Regions from separate parts of the Mus musculus genome. Here regions 1 and 2 are each linked to region 3. A link is a contact called in public promoter capture Hi-C data. All regions are on one chromosome and are shown on one strand. Each heading gives the region's core, a stretch centred on a gene start, on an enhancer-like site or on the middle of the called end of the contact. The rest is flanking DNA. Distances are from core to core; before and after follow the strand shown.

What was found. Promoter capture Hi-C pulls out the DNA fragments that hold promoters and counts their contacts.
Region 1: a promoter capture Hi-C map of hippocampal neurons shows a contact between it and region 3, with 2.5 times the contacts expected there. The contact joins the promoter of Snx10 here to the promoter of Tra2a in region 3. A contact is called at or near these places in 1 of 39 promoter capture datasets (hippocampal neurons) and 1 of 115 datasets of contacts at active chromatin or transcription factors (embryonic stem cells).
Region 2: a promoter capture Hi-C map of hippocampal neurons shows a contact between it and region 3, with 10 times the contacts expected there. The contact joins the promoter of Skap2 here to the promoter of Tra2a in region 3. A contact is called at or near these places in 3 of 39 promoter capture datasets (hippocampal neurons and liver) and 1 of 484 Hi-C or Micro-C datasets (liver).

Annotation. Positions count from the first base shown.
Region 1 is chr6:51,522,328-51,525,321 of GRCm38.p6, forward strand. It overlaps Snx10 (sorting nexin 10), which reads left to right and starts at 1,576. Exons shown (of 7, transcript NM_001127349.1): 1 at 1,576-1,707.
Region 2 is chr6:52,010,811-52,013,877 of GRCm38.p6, forward strand. It overlaps Skap2 (src family associated phosphoprotein 2), which reads right to left and starts at 1,739. Exons shown (of 13, transcript NM_018773.2): 1 at 1,525-1,739. The coding sequence starts at 1,591.
Region 3 is chr6:49,262,667-49,265,722 of GRCm38.p6, forward strand. It overlaps Tra2a (transformer 2 alpha), which reads right to left and starts at 1,386. Exons shown (of 8, transcript NM_198102.2): 1 at 1,172-1,386. The coding sequence starts at 1,207.

The DNA of each region.
Region 1 (2,994 bases), core at 326-2,825, 2.3 Mb after region 3:
CCATTATGATGGTGTGAAACTGTGAGCTCAATAAACTCATCGTCTTTAAGGTGCCTTGGTCATTGTGTCTTATCACGGTGACAGAAAAGTAACTAAGACAGAAGTTGGTTCCTAATACAACCAAGCTTCAAACATGCTATGATCCTTCTGCCTCCAGCTCCTGAATGCTGAGATTGCACACGTGTTTCAGTCATTACCGTGCTAAATCCATAAATGTTGTAAATCTTAAATGCATTGTCAAACACTGGGCAGAGTGTGCACACCTTTAATCCCAGCACTTGGGAGGCAGAGGCAGGCGGATCTCTGTGAGTTCGAAACCATCCTGGTCTACATAGAGTTCCAGGACAGCTATATATATTAAGACCATGTCTTAAATAAACACAAAACCAAACAAACAAAAACAAAATATAACAAATTCTATTGTCCTCCAATACTGTATACTAACATATTGTAGTTTAAAACCAGCTATTGAGTACTTAAAGTATAAAGTAAATGACTATTCCATTAGGGTGAATTTTTGTAGACATTACTTGAACATAGGTTTGAAATGTGCCCAGATTGCTTAAAACAATACATTAAGATCCTAGGCTTAAGCTGTATAAATATCACATATTCAATTCTCAATCTCCAGGGCTAAATGCTCTCATAGTAAAGTTTTTGTACTTTTTTTTTTTTTGGTTTTTCAAGACAGGGTTTCTCTGTGTATTCTTGGCTGTCCTGGAACTCACTTTGTAGACCAGGCTGGCCTTAAACTCAAAAATCTGTGAGTTCCAAGACAGCCAGGGGTATAAGGAGAAACGCTGTCTCGAAAAACAAACAAACATACAAAAAGCAAAACAAACGATGGTTGCATGTATTATAGTTTGGGTGCAATTTTAGGTCATTAAATACCAATGATGCAAAAAAAAAAAAAAAAAAAAAACAATGATGCAGCACTCAGAGATACGAGTCTAAGATAAGACATTGCATTTTGGCAAGTTTTGTTCAGGAGGTCAGTGTAGCTATGGAATATAGTCATGGACAACTTTTCTAGGAGGATGCTGGATGGTCCAAGATTCGCTGAGTCTTTCTTTTTTGTCCTTAGATTTATTTATTTTATTTTATGACTGTTTTGGCTTCCTGGATGTATGTGCACCACGTGAGTGCTAGGGCAGAAGAGGGTGGTGACTGGAGTTAAAGGCAGTTGTGAGCTACTGTATGGATGCTGGGAGCCAGGTCCTTTGCAAGGGCAAAAAGTGCTCTCAGCCTTGAGCCATGCACACAGGTGGGTGAGAGCCAGCTCAGATGATCTATAGGAACCGGACATATCTTTGGCAGACTCTCATAGCTTTCTCCTCATCGTACATGAAAACACATTTTTTAAAAAGTTACGGAGATATTAAAAATATTGTTATAGCAAACAGTATATGCCCTCCATCGAGATCCTGCTAACATCTAGTCATGCTTGTTTGTTATTGGCTTCTCTCATCTTGATTCCTCACTGCTGGGTAGGGAGAAAGACCCGCTAGCTAGGTGGCCTTTCCTACGTTAAGGCTGGCAGTGGCGGGTGGGGGTGGGGGGCGGCGGCGGGCGCGCAGGGCGGGGCGGGGCGCTGCGTGCGCTGGACGCGGGGCTGCGCTCCTCGGGTTCGCTCTTAGGCGCTCGTCGCCGCCGCGCCTTGAGTCAGCAAACTCCGCCGTGCTCCGGGCCGGGCGTTCAGAACCGCGTGTGAGTAAACTGAGCCTTAGGGAGGGAGTCGGGTGGCGGGCGCCGCGCCTGCCCCGGCACCTGCTCAGCTCGGCTGGGGACGCCGGGGCTGCTGGAGCGAGCAGGTTCTCTCCCCGACCCCCACTTCTTTCCGAATACAAGGCCAGGCACCTTTGAGTTTAGAGGCTGGGAGGGCCAGGGGAGGTTTTTTTTTTTTTTTTTTCTCTTTCATGGGATTGTGGGATTGATGGAAAAGGCCGCGGAGGAAACCCACGCTGATGAGCTGATGATCGGGTTTGCTGAGATTGGGAAGCAACAGCCTGTTTTATCGGTTCTGGACACATCACACTCCTTTGCTAAAATTACAAGTATTGTTAAGGGGATGGTCACGGGATGTCTGCTTCCGCAAAGCACAGGCGCGTGGAGAGCGATGGATCAGAAATTGAGAACACTGATCTCAATTTTCGTGATCTCCATCAACCCTTTTAGTTTGCGACAGGGGAAACCAAGGTCTGCAAGGGTGGAGCAGCATGCACCCGGTGGGAGGGGTGTGTGAAAATCCCTCTCGTCCGGGGAGTGGGCTTGTGGGAGTGGCCGGAAGTGGGCTGGGGGTATTATGGAACTCCTTCAACCAGTGGCCAATCGGGGGGGGGGGGGGAGGGGGGCTTTTCTGGAGGAGGAGAAGGAGGAGGTTAAGTATCCTGGCAACAATCAAGCGTGACTTCGCTTGATTCCTGTCGCTAAGGCAAGGATACAACGGGACAGTCATTCGGGTTGCACCCAACCTCTCCGTGTCTTCCTCCCTTCTGATCCTGGGAATAGGCCCATGGTCTTGAGCATGTCATTAGCAAGCATTTTACCACTGCGCTGCACCCCAGCTCCCGTTTATTTTTAAAGGAGTGGTTGACTGACAGACTGTTTTGAATAGCGATATAAGTGTAGATATATTTAGAAGTGACTGTGTGGAGATGTTCAAGACCTCATTAGCAGTTTCCTCAAGTTATCCAGACCATCCATCCCGGGTTCTGTCAGTGCATTCTTAGCTACAGACACGGGCCTGACTGGCACTGCCCTAAAGAAGGTGTGCCCATGGTGGTGGTGGGGTGGGGTTGCAGCCTTCTGGCCTGCGTGCTTCTTTCTCCACTGCTCTGAACTGTTACCCACTTCCTTTACTTCACTGATGGGAAGACCTTCCGAGTTTGGGGTCTTGAAATAAGCGCCATCATGCTTTCTGTGTTAAAGTGTTTCCTTTGCCACACAGTCCTCATTTCTCTCTCTCTCTTAGTCCAGGCATGGCACTACTTTCAT
Region 2 (3,067 bases), core at 489-2,988, 2.7 Mb after region 3:
AATGTATAATCCTGCTCTCTTTACAGGATACAGGAGAGAGCGAAAACAGTCTGTAATCTGTGAGGGTCAGTGGGTGACGGCTGTTGTAGTCATACAACATAGGATGTTGGAAGAGTGACTGTGGGTCCAAGCTTTAGAAGCAAAACCGGGTTGTTATTTTTTTTAATTACAAATATGGACAACCTAAAAACGATGACATTTCTGGAACAAAACATTTTTCTGATCTAATTATTAAGATATTTTTCTAAACATGCAATTCCTGCATTGCCCCTCCCGCCACCCCATAAAATGTTAACTGTAATGAGACCAAACTGGTACTCCTCTAAGCTCTCATATAAGAAACTAAAACATTTCCTTAAATCAGCATCGACAGTTCTTTCATCATTTCTCTTAGTGCTATCCATGAATGATGAGAAGCATTTCTCAGAGTGACATAGCACACCCTCACCCTGCATCATGTTCATACAAACACAAGTCTCCATCCACACATAATGCAAACAACCCAACAGCTTAACAAGGTATTCTATGATGCTTGGTCTCATACTGTTGCAACTGTAACTTACTAGTTCAAATGTACCTTTTAGAGGACATTGTTTTTAACGATTAAAACACACAGTTAACAGCACAGGCATCTAAGCGAAACTTTTTAATCCATGATCTATATTGAAAGGAATGTTTTAGAGACAACCAAACTAAAATTATTCCATTTCCAGATGTTAGCATCTACAAGACAAAGTATATGGTGGTATCTAAGACCATCAGGATAGGTGAGACTTGTGATACTCTAAAAAGATGTATTTTTTATTTTGTGCAGAACTATCGAGCTTTTCTTGATGCTTAGTGGAACTACACACCTCCAGACATTACTGACCTAACTGAGGAACTGAGGAACCGCATTTCAACTCCTACAAGTAAGTTCCTATAAATGGGAATGTAAAACCAAAAAGGGGAAGATGAGGTTGCAAAGATGAAGTTCCTTGATCACATGATACAGGAAGTAGGAGTTTTAACACAGCCTTCCTTTTTCACTTTTAATAGTTACTGAGGCTTTAGAAATAGTGGCTATTTGAAAATCGGGCACCCTTCAAAACTATAAACATGTTTGGCCTGACTGTTCAAGAAAATGGGGGTGGGGTTGGAAATAGTGCCTTTTGGCCTCCTAACTCCCAACACCTGCGGCCCTGCAGATGCACCTGCATCCTTACTGGCCAGGCCACCCAGGCAGGACCTAGTGCTTGGACTTCTGCTTTCGCAGTTCTCAAACATGCATTCATCAACATTTGCTGTCCATCTCCCGCCCTCACATTCCGGTCTTCATGAAACGCATAACTGTCCGGCTGTCCAGGGAGGATCAGCACATTTCAGCATACACGCCCACTCCCTTCTAGTCCCGACATCCCAGTCCCCCTATACGGCCCGCCCCCCACCGTCCGCATAGGGTGAGGGCTAAGCGCTTCTGTCCCTGTCGGCTCGCCGTCCCCGCGCCCCCGCCCCTAGCGTCACCGCCCCCTTCCCGCTCTTTACCTGCCAACAGGTTCCTAATTTCCTCAGGGAGAGGGCCGGGAGAAGAGGTACAGCTGGGGTTGGGCATGATAATGGCTTGGACCTAGACTCGCAATAGCGGTCCGAGTAAGCACCGAGAGGCTACGACTCCGGACACGGCCCGTCCGAGACTGCCAACAAGGAAGTCACTAGCTCTCCAGCCAGCGGTCGCTGGACGCCGGGCCCTGCCCCCTCCCCGCCCGGGAGAATTGGGCGGGGCTATGGGTGAAGGGGCGGGGAGACCGGCCTTAAAACCTGACTGCGCTTGCGTAGACCTTGCTTTCTGACTGTCCGAAGAAAGCGCCTCCGGGTAGACCACGCCCACACACAGCCGGGAAGGCCACGCCCATACGCGGAAGCGAGCAGGAGGCGAGGCCTCCGAAGGAAGGGAGCGAATTGGAGCTGTGTCACCTGACCGGCCCTTGAAGCTCGTCCGCGCCATTTTCGTTACTGGTATGTCAGCCACACCTCTCTTTCTCCAGGATTCCGGAAAATAAAGCCTCCGCAAGGCTTACGCACTTTCCCTTTAAGGGGTCATCTAAATACTGGTCTTTTCCACCAAGGTTTAAACCCCCGTCTGGTAACCCACCAAGAAGTTTCTACCATTACCCCCCAACTAGCATGGCTTTCTTTGTCCCACTAGATGAAGGTAACGGAGTCCCATTTTCCGCCAATCCTTCCTGAGAGTCTTAGTCCTAAAACGGCGGAGCGTTCTGATTGGCGCTGACATTACTTTCCTACTTATTCTTGGTGTGGTTGATTTCTCTCGCTCTGACGGAATTAGTTCTAGATAATATCCTTTTAGGGTCAGGCACCTGAAATGTGCCAGAAAGCCACCTGTACCGTTGCCCGCTCTAAGTATTTTTTAATTGCAAATAGTGGTTAGAACAGGGAAAATATAAAATTTACTTCAATCTAGTCAGCAAAGGTTGAGTCTTTCAATATTACACGTTTACACTTAAAATCCAAAAAGTTCTGGGTCCTTTAGTCTTTAAAATGGGTGGTGTGTGTGTGTGTGTGTGTGTGTAGAAATGATAATTACATTCAAGTGCCATCAACCTTTACAATCCATTAAAACCTACTGTGTAGACATATTTGTCATGTAGATGACGCTACCAGAGCTACTTAAATACAAAAGAGGATGATACGAGTCTTCAGAGAGGAACTGACAAGGGAAAACATTTTGAATGTAAAGTGTGTATTTAGTTAAAAATATGCTTGGAAAGGTGGCTAATGATACACATCAAGTTGCACCTTCCACTTTCCTTTGCCAGGCACATCATTTTCAAAATGACATCTGAATATCACCTACCTACATTGGTAGAAACAAACAGTGGTTTGTTTGTTCTTATTTCTCCTAAGTTGTGCTCAGAATGTTGTGTCAAAGCTCCAATCAGGAGTATGTTTGTAGGAGGCACAGTATGGTGTGGGGGAAGGGGGTGTCTCTGTGAGACATGCTGAGATACCAGCACAGGAAAGTATAGTATAGAATATTTTGGGCATGGGGAGGGGAATTGAGTGGAGA
Region 3 (3,056 bases), core at 136-2,635:
GGACTTTTGTTTCCCTTTTTTTTCCTTCCATGGTTTTACCAGGACTCACTTCCATTAATTTCCAATACTAGGGTAACTTCGGAATAAAACTCAAAAACCGGTAACGTTCTAATAATATACTCAAGCTTTGTGAATATACGGTTTATACTCACAAGACCTCAGATAACCAAAGTCTTGAGTCCCTTTTCCGGGGAATGGGTGAGAAAAACGGGGGAGGGTCTGTAAATTTCAGGTATAATCTTTTGAGTTAACAATGATTAGCTTTTTTCTTTTCTTTTTTGAAAACTGAGGCAAGAAATTTGTTCAGTTACGTAAGGTTTAAAGTAAGATGTCTTGGCAGTTTAGCCATAAAGATCTGTAAAGGAGTTTTCAGAGGAATGGTCACAGGAAGGAAAGCTTTGGAAGTTGAGACATAAAGAACCCAACATCTAGCTGTTAGGAAAACAGGCGTCACTGCATTTCCACATTCATTTAGAAGCGAAAGGAAAGAGGACATTAAGGGGAAAGGCTCTTGCGTAGTTTTCCCTTCCCCGCTCGCTCTCGTCTTAAGGACTCTTAAGGGTCGCTGCGGTCGTTGACTAACCACTTCACTGGGCTCGTCCCACCTTCAACCTCAAGGCTTTCGCCTTTACAGACGCGACGCCGCCGGTTCCGACGGAGACGCGGCCGCTCACTGCAACAGAGAGCCAAGGAGACAACAGGCCCCAGCTAGTCCCGCGCCAGCGATTCCCCGCCCGGACAGCAGCCCCGCGCACTTCTGACCCCGAGACCCCGCTGCGATGGCCGGAGGAGGGGTGGTGGTGGCCCGAGATGCCACCGCAGGAAGCACCTACCACTATCCGGCCGGAGGGAGCGCCCCGCCGCCTCCTGCCCCACCGCGCCGGGGACCCGCACCTCGGAGCAGAGATGGGAAGCTGAGAGGAAAGGGAGCGACAGGAGAGGATAGGACCAGGCCAGGTACCAGTCAGCCGCCAGAAAGGAGCGCTGCGGGCTAGTGGGGCATCTGGGCACGCAGGGGGACCCCGAAGCCATCTTGGGACGTGACGCGCTCGCGGTGGCCCTCAAGGCTGCTCCTGAGGGCCCCGCCACCTCGCCCGACCGACCGCGCTCGTCCCCGAGCCCCGGAGCATCGGGCCGCCGCCGAAGACGGCTCCCGCGGCTTTGTACTCACTCTGCCCTCGAAGTTGTTCTCCTCTACATCACTCATGTCGGCCAGGCGCTCCCGAGAACTAAATAAGAGATATGTCTCGGCTCGAGGGCCGACGGCCTAGTCACCGCGCTGTTCGGACTGTGGGGAGGAAGAAGGCGACGGCTACAACGGCCAGTGCGTTCCACTCCCACCAGCTCGCACGTTCAGGCAAAATGGCGCCCGTGCCGCCAGAAACCTCCTGGTGTCCCCGGCGCCTGACGTCAAGGGGCGGACCTGTGATGACGTCGTCGCGAACCCCGCCTCCGCCCCGGGAGGCTTTGTGTCCGCCTGGCCTAGCGCGGGAGATTGGCGGGTTTCAAGAGCTTGCTGTTTGGCGTTGGGTCGGTTTGTCCTCCGGGTGCTGGAATTAAAGGCGTGTGTCATCGCCTGGCTTTGCCTGTGGGGTTTTGTTCTTGAGTTTTTTTGGTTTTGTTCTCTTTAGGTATGGAACTCAGGTCTTTCTTGCATAGCAAAACAAACCAACCAAAAACAAGCAAACAAAAACCCAACAAACAAACCGACTTTTCCAGCTGAGTTTTCCTTATCCCCAGTATCTGCCCCCCCCCCTTTTTTTTTTTTTGGTTTGGTTTTTTTACAGAGACAGGGTTTCTCTGTATAGCCTTGGCTGTCCTGGAACTCACTTTGTAGGCCAGGCTGGCCTCGAACTCAGAAATCTGCCTGCCTCTGCCTTCCGAGTGCTGGGATTAAAGGCGTGAGCCACCACGCCCGGCTAGTATCTGCCCTTTTAAACGTTGAAATAACAATATATACACAGATGGGGTTATACTGAAAAGCCATGAGTTTCTCACTCTTCTCTGCTTCCAAACCTCAAGACAGGGTTTCTGTGTAACCCTGGCTGTCCTGGAACTCCCTCTGTAGACCAGGCTGGCCTGGAACTCACAGAAATCTGCCTGCCTCTGCCTCCCAAGTTCTGGGAATAAAGGCATGAGCTCCCACCACAGCGGGGGGCATTTTAATTGAAGTTCCCTCCTCTCAGGTGACCTTATCTGTGCCAAGTTGATAGAAAATTATCCAGCACACCTAGCATGTACTAGGCTCTGGGTTTAGTCCTCAACACTGTAGAACATGTAAATAAATAAAAATAAATTGGGGGAATATATTGTTTGGCAACATTAGTATCCATACTTCTTGCTCTAGAAAAATAAGGAACACCAGCACAAATAATGAATTCACAAAGACCTGAAATAGCTGGGTGTGGTGATCTGTGCCTGTGATCCCACCACTTAGGCGTCTAGAAGGAAGGACTGTTGGAAGTTCCAGCCAACCTGAGATATAAAAAGAGAGCCTATCAGAAATGTCAGAGAGCTAGTTATCAAACTCTTTAAAAAAAAAAAGATTTATTATATGTAAGTACACTGTAGCTGTCTTCAGACACACCAGAAGAGGGTGTTAGATCTCATTATGGATGGCTGTGAACCACCATGTGGTTGCTGGGATTTGAACTCAGGACCTTCAGAAGAGCAGTCAGTGCTCTTAACCGCTGAGCTATCCCTCCAGCCCCCATTATTAAACTCTTAATGGTTTGGACTCAGCCACAACAGGAAGATTTATGTTGTGAATATCAGCAAATCATTTTTCTTCCTCTTTCTTTCAGAGAGCTCATTATTAAATACTTACCCTTCTATTCATGTAATATCATGTAAGTTAATATGTAGTGTTATTTTGTAAGTGCATTTAGAACAGCACATTCCTGATTTACTATATTGTTGTTTCTTCAATTTTTTATTGGATATTTTCTTTATTTACATTTCAAATGTTTTCCCCTTTCCAGGTCTCCCATTCTGAAACCCCCACCACCACCACCCCATCCCCTGCCTCTGTGAGGGTGTTCCCCCATCCACCCACC